Regions from separate parts of the Ovis aries genome. Here regions 2 and 3 are each linked to region 1. Evidence: chromatin contacts called from public Hi-C data. All regions are on one chromosome and are shown on one strand. The core of a region is the stretch at or near the end of the contact, and the rest is flanking DNA. Distances in the headings are between cores, read along the strand shown. Region 1 overlaps NBL1 (NBL1, DAN family BMP antagonist). Region 2 overlaps CAPZB (capping actin protein of muscle Z-line subunit beta). Region 3 holds the start of CAPZB (capping actin protein of muscle Z-line subunit beta).

Region 1 (3,644 bases), core at 377-2,876:
TGCAGCTGGGAGGCGGGGGCAGGGCCAGGGCACTGGAGCACCTCGGGGTCAAGGGGCGCCCCACGAGCCCTTGTGGCACCTCTCCCTCACTTCTTGAGGCTCACCCCAAGTCCGCACTCCACCATGTCCCTCCTGGGAACCCTCTGGGTAAGGGAGACCCCTCCCCAGCATCAGATGTGTAGAGAGGGTTCCCCAAGAGGGTGAGGCTGGCTCCACCAACTTTGAGGGGCCTGGAGCATGTGGGGGGGCACTGAGATCTGGGTGGGCGGGAGGGAGGGAGGGAGGAGGGAGGGGTGCTGTCTGATGGAGGGGGTCATCCCCTCCTCCCGGCCCAGAAGGTCCTGCCACCCCTGCCTCGCATCACCCCCAAGGAAGCCGAAGAAGCCAGTGAGCCTGGCTCCCCGCTCCAGGGCCAGGAGTCAGCGGGGGCCTGCCCAGGCCTGACTCCCAACCACGGGAGGGCACCTCAGTGCCACCAGGAGATGTTGCTCTGGGGGTGGGGGGCAGTGGGCCTTGGCACAGTTTGGAATGCCTCGCCAACTCAGCAGCCTAGCTAGCGACCCCTCTCCCTCCCAAACAAGGGCACACATCTCAGAGGCGGTCAGGAAGAGAGCTCCCCTCGCCCCGAAAAAGAGCCCTGAAGATCTCTGCCCCTGCCCCCGACTCTGGAATATATTAAATTGTGCAGCTTGGCCCCAGCCCCACCCCCTTCAGATCTCCATGACAACCGGGAAGCCTTCCAAGTCCAAGTCTGAATCCAAGTCCATCCAGTGCCAAAGGGGGGCTTCAGCCTCTCCCCCTAACTCTTCCCCGGGAGGGCGAGACCCCCACATTCCACAGGGAGTGGGAGGGGAGGGAGACTCGGGGGCCTCAGTCCTCAGCCCCCTCTTCCTCGGCGTGGGGGGCCCCGGGGGGGTCCTCGGGCTCGGGGGCCTGCCCCCCGGGGTGGGGGTGGGGGTGGGCGCCGGGCTGGGCCCCCTGCGCGTCCTCGCCCTGCACGTAGACGCTCAGCCCCTCGTGGCTGGGCTCCTTGCCACAGGCCTGGCAGCTGCAGTGCAGAATCTTCTCCACCAGCTTGTCCACCCGGGGCACCTCCTCATGGCCGGGGCACTCCAAGGTCACCTGGGCAGGGCAGATGGAAGAGGAGAGGCGTTTCCAAGGGCCTGGGGCAGGCAGGGAGGCCCCGAGGGCAACCCGCATCACAGTGCCAAGAATCACCAGAGACCCCAGGAGCCTGAGCCCCCCCGCCCTGGGGCACCTGGGCACAGTCGGGGGAGACGAAGGGGTGAGTCCCTGCAGGAGCCTCCTGGCCTGTCTTCCCACATCCTGCCACCTTCCTCCCCAGCGCCAGGCAGCCAGGAGACCCCCAAACGGCCCGCCCTGCCTGAACTGGCCCCCAGGGCTCCCACTGCCCTCACCCAGAGCCCCTGACTCCTCACAGGCTGCCTGCCGCAGACCCCCCACTCCCGCCCTCGACCTTGCCCCCCTTCTGCCAGCTCCCTGCTGCCTCATCTGCCTGAGATTTTGCATAAGCCGTTCCCTCTGCCTGGGAGGGCCTTACGCACCCACCCCGCTCCCCGCTGCCCCAGACTTTGCCCAATTAACTTCCCCTGAACCTCTGGATCTAAGCCCAGACACTGCTTCCTGGATGCAAAGGGCAGGTGCAAAGGCCATGTGGTGATCGCAAGCCAAGTAGGTATGAGAGACCAAAAGCAGGTGGGTTGGTGTCAAGGGTCAAGCTGGTACAGAAGGTGAGAGAGGCAGGATGAAGCTTGGAAGGCTGGCGAGCCAGGGCATGGCTTGTGGATGGGCCTTAAGGGGCACGGCGGAGATCTGGGTCTCATTCTCTAACGGTGGGACGCCTCCGAGAGCATTTCAACAAGCAGCTGATGTCAGAAGCAAGCTTCAGAAAGAGCTCGTTTCCTGCAGGTGCTGTCGTCAGACGTGCGAACCCCCAGGCGGCAAGGACCGCGCGTGCCCCCAGCAGCGGCCCCGCACCCGCGGGGCCCAGGCTCGGGGAGGCCGGGCCGGGCGGGCTGTACTCACGATCTCCCACATGGACTGGGCCGGCATGCAGGAATCACAGTGCACCAAGGACTCCGTCGACTGCGGGAAGGTGTTGGGGACGCTGTAGCTGAAGCACTGTCCCAGGCAGGCCCTGCGAGAGGAGACCGCTGTCCGCGTCGCTGCGGCGGCACCAGGCACGGGCAGCCCGTCTCCTTCCTCCGCTCTGGGCCCCTGCACGGACCCCACCCAGCCACCGCCCCCCGGGATCCCACCTGTTCTGGATGGACTTCGCCTCACAGCCACTGTGGCCCACGATCTGGGTGATGTTCTTCGCCTCACACCAGGCGCTCTTATCCGGGAACAGGGCCAGCTTGTTGATGGGCGGAGGTGCAGCCAGCACCATGACGGGCAGGACAGCCCCCACCAGGACCCGCAGCATCGTGCCCACGGCCTCTGGAGCCCTAGGACTGAGCACAGACCGCAGGTGAGGCCGGCAGGGCCCGGGAGGCTGGGCAGAGGGCGGCGGCAGTGGTGTTACAGGTGTGACCCCTGACTCCCTGGGTTCAAGCCCTATCTCTACCGCTTCCTAGCCAAGCACAACCTTGGACAAGTTATTTCTCCTGTAGGAAACTCAGACCTGGGGCTGCTAATATTGCGAGCATCGGATATGTATCGTGGAGATTAAATAAGGTATTTCATGAAAAGCTCTGAGCAGAGAGACCAGCAGATAATACACATTGCATATGTGTTAGTCATCTTTATAACTTGCTTTGTAGCTTTAAAGTAAGTTACTTTTCAGTCAGTTCAGTTCCGTCGCTCAGTCGTGTCCAACTCTTTGCGACCCCATGGACACAGCACGCCAGGCCTCCCTGTCCATCGCCAACTCCCAGAGTTTACTCAAACTCATGTCCATTGAGTCGATGATGCCATCCAACCATCTCATCCTCTGTCGTCCCCTTCTCCTCCTGCCTTCAATCTTTCCCAGCATCACGGTCTTTTCAAATGAGTCAGATTTTCACAAGCATGTGGCCAAAGTATTGGAGTTTCAGCTTCAGCATCATTCCTCCGGTGAGCACCCAGGACTGAGCTCCTTTAGGATGGACTGGCTGGATCTCCTTGCCATCCAAGGGGCTTTCAAGAGCTACTTTTAACCTTCATGTATGTATCTGGCTGGCCCGGTCTGAGCTGGGGCGTGCGGGATCTTCGGTCATTGCAGCAGCGTGGGGGATCTAGTTCCTGACCGGGGACCAAACCCTGCCCGCTGCATTAGGAGTGCGGAGGCCCAGCCGCCGGGCCATCAGGTAAGCCCCAAGCAGATTACTCTTTATCTCTGGACCTCACTTTCTTCAACTAAGAAGGGTGGGGTATAAAAGGGTGGTGGTGATGCTGTGTGACGATGGACTGTGGTGCGTACTGAACCCGTTTCCAAGCACCCGGCTGAGTCCCGAGCAGTCACTAGCCCCTCCTCACTGGACTGCTGTGGGTCCTCCAGGGCCACGCCTCCTGTCACCAGCGTGGCTACCAGCATTCCGGCATCGGGAAAGCTAACCATCTCCCTGTCACTGTGAAATCTTGGGCCCCTTTGGCTGGCTGAACCTCGGGTGAAAAAGAAAAAACAGCCCCAAACTAGACTGTAT
Region 2 (3,644 bases), core at 810-3,309, 220 kb after region 1:
GTGGGGTCTACAGGAAGCGTTCTCTCCCCAGCCGGTGCTGTCTCTGGAGCCCGCCCTGGGGAAAGAATGGACGAGGGTGCTCTTGCAGGGACCCCACCAGCCTGATGTTTCTGAGATTATCCTGAGCTCTCCTTCAGGAGACTGGTGCTGCAGGTCCCTTTTACAAGGGGAAAAAGCATTCCTGCCAAGGGCCTCCGGCAGGATTTTAATGAACTCCATTCCTTGCAAAGTTGTGGTGAGCCTTTTCTTACAAGTGTTTTTTGCTTGTCGAATGGCCTGCAGCTGTAGTGATGAAAGCAAGGCTGAGGGAAAAAGCAGACCCCAGACTCTGGGTGCCCGGTTGGCCCTCTGTTCCCTGCTCCAGACCGCGGTGGAGGTGGCCCTTCATGACTCCAGCCTGTTGCTGAGAGGAGGACCCCGCCACCTGATCGTGATTGATGTCAGGATGAAATGGCGTGATTTACTTAGAGGAAACGGGGCTTCCTGGGGGCACTCCTCTGATTCCCCCATAGGGATGGCTGGAAGTTGCTTGGAATTCTGATGAGTTCTGTTACATGCAGACGAACAGACCCTCATTTTATCCAGTGCAGGATGGCCTGGATTGCCTCCTGATCATGCCGTCCAGAGCCTTAGAACTTGAAACCAATTAAAGGAGAAGAGCACAAGGCCCCGTGCTGTGCTGTGGGTGTGCTCACAGGGAGCAGAGGGGTCTGCCAGGAGCCGACTCCAGGGACGCGTCCCGAGCATTCTGGAGCAGCCGAGGAGGTTACCACTGTGTCCGCGGGCTTGGAATTCTCCGAGCTCGGCGACTTGAAAGTTAGGGACCTCCCGTCTGCTTTGGTGTCAGCCTCCGAGTAGTATGCTTCTGTTAGACCATAAAGGGCAAGATGGAAACTTTTTGGTTTGGTCTCAGATTGAGAATCTGACCCCCCTCTTGTCATTCGTCATAAGACCTTTTTCAGCGATGACAGAGGAAAATGACTCGCCACAGTGGAGGTCCGTCAAGTGTCAGGAGCTGGTGGAAGGGCCTCGCTGTTAACAGGTCTCCCCCGTTACCGCGTTTCGTTTCCACGGCCGCTCTGTGAGGCAGGTGGGAGGGACCGCTTTTACAGACGAAACCGAGGCTGTCCCAGCACCCGTGAGCCCCGGGCCTGAGCCGCGACCGAGGGGAGGGCAGAGCCAGGCCCCGCTGTTGATTCTGGTGTGTTGTCCATTGAACTGCTGCCTTTAACAAGGAAAACAGATCGTTTCTGACATGTCCTCCTAAGGCCAGACCATCTCCTACAGTGAAACTAGAAAAGTTACTTGTGATGGGGGCAGATGGACACCATGGAACGTATAAGGACCTCAGGAAAAAAAGACCCTTAGAATCTATCTTCTGCTGTGAAGCCCCTTCAGACTGGGATGAGCAAGGAAAGTGCTGCCCCATTCTGCCTGGGCTGGCTGTGGGGCCCACTGCACCAAGGTGGACGCTTCTATAGGAGATCCCCTCATCACCACACACACACAGATACACACACACACACACACACAGCTGTGCTAAGGTGGACACTTCTTAGACGGCCCCATCCTGGCACACACCACACACAGATACACACACAGATAGACCCACACACACAGCTGTGCCAAGGTGAACGCTTCTTAGGAGATGCCCCCACCTCTACACACACAGACATACACACAGCTGCGCCAAGGTGGACACTTCTTAGGAGACACTCCCACTCCAACATACACACACACAGAGCTGTGCCAGGGTGAATGCTTCTTAGGATATGCCCCCACCCCAACACACACACATACACACAGCTGTGCCAAGGTGAACACGTTTATAGCAGACGCCCCCACCCCGGCGCGTGCGCACACACACACAGCATTGTGCGCACTGCAGACAGAGCGCCCCTTAGAAAGGCGTCCTGTGCGCGCGTGCGCGCGCACACACACACACACACACACACACACACACGCACAGCATTGTGCGCGCTGCAGACAGAGCGCCCCTTAGAAAGGCGTCCTGTGCGCGCGCGCACACACACACACACACACACACACACACACACAGCATTGTGCGCGCTGCAGACAGAGCGCCCCTTAGAAAGGCATCCTGTCGAAACCCGAGCAGTGTGGCCCTGTTCTCTAAGCTACTAAAGCAGGCCTAAACGTTTTAGGAAAAGCAGACTCTTGCCCTGCAGGAACTAAAGGGACAGGTCAGTAAAGCGACTGCCTTTAAATCGAAGGTACCAAAGTCCACGCTGGCGTAAACCGCTTAGAGTGCAAATGACGCCAGGGGGTGGGAGGGCAAGATCCCACTGGTGACAGCGGGACAGCGTGGCGCTCTGGAGTGGGCTGCCCTCGGGGGGCAGCAAGGCCAGAGCACAGGCGGCCCACCGCTCAGCACAGGCCCCGGGATGTAGGGACTTAGGGTGTGTTACAAGCGATAGTCACGCTTCACTGCGAGAAACAAGTTGATCGTTCAATAAAATTGCTGAAACAGCTAATAGTTGTGAAGGAAAAGAAGCTAAATATCTTTCGCAGCGCGTCCTCACACTCCTGATGGACTAAGGAACCAGTATTACATGAACACAAGGGAACCGGGGGGTGGAGAACAGCAGTGATACTGATGTTGGGAGTTGGGGGGAAGGCCTTCACCAGGCACGGAAGCTCATGCCAGTGTGATGGGCTTGAAACGTGCAAATTTAATTTTAAAGTTTCAACAAAGTGAAGTTAAAAGGCAGAGAACAAACTCAAAGATAGCTTGTAGCTTCTGGCAGGGAATGTATCTCCTTAACTTTTCAGAAAACCTCTTCTGAGGCTGTTCCGTCCCCACCTGGGAGAAGCAGCAGCAGGGGCTTCGGCAGTTTGTGGTAACCGAGGAGCGAGGCTGTGAGCCCAGGCAGCCCAGGGTCCTGCACTGCTGCGCCCTGTTGCCCCCAGCAGTGAGAACACAGGGACAGCGAGATGCCACAGAGGAGGCGGGGCAGAGACCTTGTCTGCAGACAAGACGAGATGAGCTGGCTGGGAAGGCCCCTGCCCCGCTGAGCCTTCTTCTGCTCAGGGCATGGTGCAACTTACGCCTGCCCCAGCTTTCGTGACATTGCTCAGCGCCCTTTGGTGTTGAGTCTCTTGAGGAACAAAGACAACGAGCAGTTGGAGAAACGTGGCGTACTCTTAATTACCTTCTAGAAGCTTCTCCCCATATTGCCACATTTAAAATTCTGAGAAGTCCTACAGTTGGAAAAAGAAGAGCCCTCTCTCCTTTAGCCCACCATCCCTCTAACTTACCGTCACGCACTCCAGCGTGGAGAACACTGGTCTCCTGGAGGGCTCGTGGCGTGCGTGCGAGACATATACTCAGTCGCTCAGCCGTGTCCGGCTCTTTGCGGCCCCGTGGACTGTAGCCCGCCAGGCTCTTCTGTCTGTGGGATTCTCCAGGCACAAGCACTGGAGTGGGTTGCCGTGCCCTTCTCCAGCGTGGGAGATGGCCTGGATCTGGGTCCTTTCGGGCAGCGGCCCTGCGCGTGGCGTTTGGCACTTCTGCAAATCCTGGCTCTCCTGGTCGTGGAGCTCGTTCGGTGGGCGGGAGGCAGCGCCACGCCGTGGAGCAGCCCTGTTGGCCGTCAGGGCCTGCGCTGTGCCTTCGGGGGCCG
Region 3 (3,644 bases), core at 558-3,057, 130 kb after region 1:
TAACTCCACCCCTCTGAATCTTTTTATTTTTGTGTAGCAGAAGGAGATTTAAATATAGACAGACCTGGATTTAAATCTCGGGCCTTCATCACTTAGTAGCTACCTAACCTCTGAGGAGATCCTTCATCCTTGAGCTTCAATTTTTTTCATCTATAAAATGGGAATAATAATATCTGCCTTTTTTGGTTGTCATCAGGTATTTGTAAATTTCCACCGACACTGTCTGGAACCAAGAAGAAGCTCATGAATTATAACACTATTATAAATATTTTAAAGTTATAACTATTTTTATGTTTCAAACTATTATCCTTATTGTTACCTTATTTATTTTTATTGTTTTGGCTGTGTGGCTTGTGGGACCTTAATTCCCGGAGCAGGGATTGAACCCGCAACCCCAGCATTGGGAGCACAGAGTCTTAACCACTGAGCTGCCAGGGACGTCCCTGTAAAATTATAATCAGTTTTAGAAAGTTGAGTTTCTAGTAGTGTTTCTAATCTGAGTACCTCTCAATTGCAAGAAATATCCTGATTTATGCTAATGAGTCTCATGGCCCATCCCACCTGATTGAACCAGAATCCCCATCAACTTAGATGCTGGGAGGCAGAGGAATCCTAAAGCTTAGAAATGGGGGCGGGGGGAACACCGAGGGAAGCGGCAGAATGGGTGGGAAGGTGAGGGCCGAGGAGGATTTGCCTTTCACCTACTAACGAACTAGGCTTCCCTGATAGCACAGCTGGTAAAAAGTCCACCTGCAACGCGGGAGACCCGGGTTCGATCGGTGGGTTGGGAAGATCCCCTGGAGAAGAGACAGGTTACCCACTCCAGGATTCTGGCCTGGAGAATTCCATGGACTGCATAGTCCACGGGGTTGCAAAGAATCGGACACGACTGAGCGACTTTCGCTTCCTAACCAACTGCACAAACTTCCCCTTTGGCTTGCTTCTCTCCACAGCTCTCCTTTTCCCACAGCGGTGGGTGGGGTGGCGCACTGAGAACGAGGAATGGCAAACGGAGGCGGAGGAGCAGAGAGGAGGGCGCGCAGGAGGCGACGCTGCCAGAGCCGGCTGCCCTGCGGCCACAGGCGAGGCGCTGTGCGCGGGGTTCTGTCCCTCTGGGGTGCTCTGGTCCTGCCTGAGCCTGTGTGAGCAAACTCCTAAGACCCTGTGAGCTGGGTTTTCCTTGTGGGTTAAAACAGGGATGATAGTAATAAAGTCCACATGAAATTGAGAAGCTCCAGTAATAAAGAAACCGCAGTGCTCAGCCTTCAAGCGTGAAGCGCCAGGTCCCGGGGGGTGGGGCGGGGCGGTTCACACCCATTCCCTTTTCCAGTGGACAAATGGTCCCCGAAGGCCGGCAACGTTATGTCCACTTTACAAGGAGTAAACCAGACCCCTGAGAGATGAGGGTTCGTGCTCAGCCCAGCGCACCTCCCTGCTTTGCACTCCGTAAAGCTCTGGATGGTCGTAATCTGTCGTGCTGACCCTCTGGAGTTCTTTCTTTTTTTTTTTTTGGCCATGCTGGGCAGCACGTGGGATCTTCTTTTCCCGACTGACTGAGGGAAGTTGAACCTACGCCCCCTGCTTTGAAAGCACAGAATCTTAACCACCAGACCGCCAGGGAAGTCCTGGGGCTCTTCTTAACGCGCTCCCTGGAGAGTTTTGCTGCAAAGGTCTTCTAGAGAGTTGCAGAGTACATTGAACAAACTGATTTGAAATATATATGTCGAGTGCCTACTGCGTGCTAGCCATCGTTATAGGGACTCAGCAGTGAACGCCATGGACAAATGGCCCTCAAAGAGCACTCCTTTTTGTGTGCAAGGCTGACCAAAACAGACAAGTAGGGACTTCCCGGCTGGTCTGGTGGTCGGGAGGGGGCAGGGTTCCATCCCTGTTCAGGGAGCTCCCACCAGCTCCATGGCACAGCCAAAAAAAAACCCACTCCACACAAACAAGTATATATTATGCCTTGTGATGCTAAGTTCTGGGAAGCAGAATAAAACAGGGAAGGGGGATTTTATATCCAATGGCCAGAGAAGGCTCTGTGATGACAGCTGTGTTCACCACTCAGATACTGAGGTCTACAAGAGCATCATCTCCATAAGAACAGAGCCCTGGGGTCTTTTTGGTCCCTGTAGCGCCGGTCCCCAGCAGAAGTTCGGCTTCTCAGGAGGTGCTGAATGAACATTGGTTGAACAAGTGAATAAACAAACAGCCATCATTTCAGAAACCTCCACATCAGGGTAGGCACGGGGTTTTGGATTCACGTGCCATCAGCTGACTCTTAGGGAGAACCTTTTGTGTGCCAGCCTCCACGACCACAGAACAGCCCTTTCCTCTGAAGATCTTCGCTAAGGATGAGGGTGGTGGCCGCGGTGTTTAGCCAGTAGGTCAGGACGGACTCTTTTGCAACCCCATGGACTGTAGCCCATCAGATTTCTCTGTCCATGGGATTTCCCGAGGCAAGAATACTGGAGTGGGTTCCATTTCCTTCTCCAGCGAATCTTCCAGATCCAGGGATCAAAACCCATGTCTCCTGCATTGGCAGGCAGGTTCTTTACCCGCTGAGCCCCGACGGAAGCCCCCCAAATACGAGTACATGCATGCTAAGTCGCTTCAGTCATGTCTGACTCTGCAACTCCATCATAACCCACCAGGCTCCTCTGTCCATGGGGATTCTCCTGGCAAGAACACTGGAGTGGGTTGCCATTTCCTTCTCCAGGGGGATCTTCCCGACCCAGGAATTGAACCCAGGTCTCTTAAGTCTCCTGCATTGGCAGGCGGGTTCTTTACCAATAGTGACACCACCTCGCAATCTAACAGCTGAGAAGAGAGCAAAGAGAACAAGGGAAGAACAAGGGGTTAAGTGCAAAGAGTAAGAGTTTCAGGGTCAGGAAGGAGTTCAGCAAGTGTATTGCCTGACTTTTTTCTTTTTTTTTTTTGATGCAAAAATAGCTAGTTCTGCTTTTTGGACTGAGGCTCGCTGAGTCAGGGGTTCAAAGAGAAGACCATGAGGGTGGGAGTGGCCGATGTCATCCACAGCAGATGGTGATGCCCCAGAGACAGGCTGTGTCCTCCACCCCCTCTGGCCCAGGAATCAAGGTCGGGGCAGACAGCTAAGCTCAGCTCCCTGGGGACCCCCTCTCTGCCTCTCTACCGGGCCAGCCCATCCCGAGAACATCACCCTTGTTCCACCCTTGGACTCCACATCAGGCTCAGGAGAGTCTCAGAGGCCAGGGGTGTGAGAGGAATCGTTCCAGCATCTGTTATGAACCGTTATTTCCATTCCTTTGGCCGAGTTTTCTCCCGAGCCCTGAAGGCACTAGGTCAGCGCTGCTTTCGGCCCAAATGTCTGATGTCCCAGGCCTTCCTTCAGCCTCACAAAAGAAGGGGATGATTATTAAAAGAACAGACGTTGCATTCCATATTTACCCCAGATGACACTGCCTTGATCCCTAAAATAACTCCAGACCTCCTGGATGGAACTTGCTCGTTCTTTTTCATCTTGCTCTTATGCAACTGTTTATGGAGAACATCACCATAGTGATATCAGAGCGGGTCAAGTGAAACGCCAACCCCTTGGGTGGTTATTGGTTTCCCTTTGTAACTTGAAACATGACTTTTTCACCCCAGATCTACTCTTTCAT

Evidence for each region. A called contact is a pair of places that touch in the nucleus more often than the background predicts.
Region 2: a Hi-C map of liver shows a contact between it and region 1, with 3 times the contacts expected there. The contact joins two enhancer-like sites. A contact is called at or near these places in 8 of 16 Hi-C or Micro-C datasets (blood, hypothalamus, liver and 4 more).
Region 3: a contact with region 1 is called in a Hi-C map of liver, with 4 times the contacts expected there. The contact joins the promoter of CAPZB here to the enhancer-like site in region 1. A contact is called at or near these places in 7 of 16 Hi-C or Micro-C datasets (hypothalamus, liver, mixed tissues and 3 more).

The regions. Positions count from the first base shown.
Region 1 is chr2:246,742,030-246,745,673 of ARS-UI_Ramb_v3.0, forward strand. NBL1 (NBL1, DAN family BMP antagonist) reads right to left here. Exons shown (of 5, transcript XM_060411486.1): 3 at 2,280-2,474; 4 at 2,047-2,158; 5 at 1-1,122. The coding sequence starts at 2,446. The coding sequence ends at 871. Among named protein-coding and RNA genes, the nearest start is that of HTR6, 11 kb to the left of the region's middle. Within about 2 kb of position 1,627, at least 3 of the 54 cell types and tissues checked have an H3K27ac peak or open chromatin away from gene starts, as enhancers often do. A contact at or near this core is called in liver, where this site is marked.
Region 2 is chr2:246,966,537-246,970,180 of ARS-UI_Ramb_v3.0, forward strand. The region is part of intron 2 of CAPZB (capping actin protein of muscle Z-line subunit beta); the gene reads left to right. Among named protein-coding and RNA genes, the nearest start is that of SLC66A1, 86 kb to the right of the region's middle. Within about 2 kb of position 2,060, at least 3 of the 54 cell types and tissues checked have an H3K27ac peak or open chromatin away from gene starts, as enhancers often do. A contact at or near this core is called in liver, where this site is marked.
Region 3 is chr2:246,876,353-246,879,996 of ARS-UI_Ramb_v3.0, forward strand. CAPZB (capping actin protein of muscle Z-line subunit beta) reads left to right here and starts at 1,808. Exons shown (of 9, transcript XM_027965602.3): 1 at 1,808-3,644.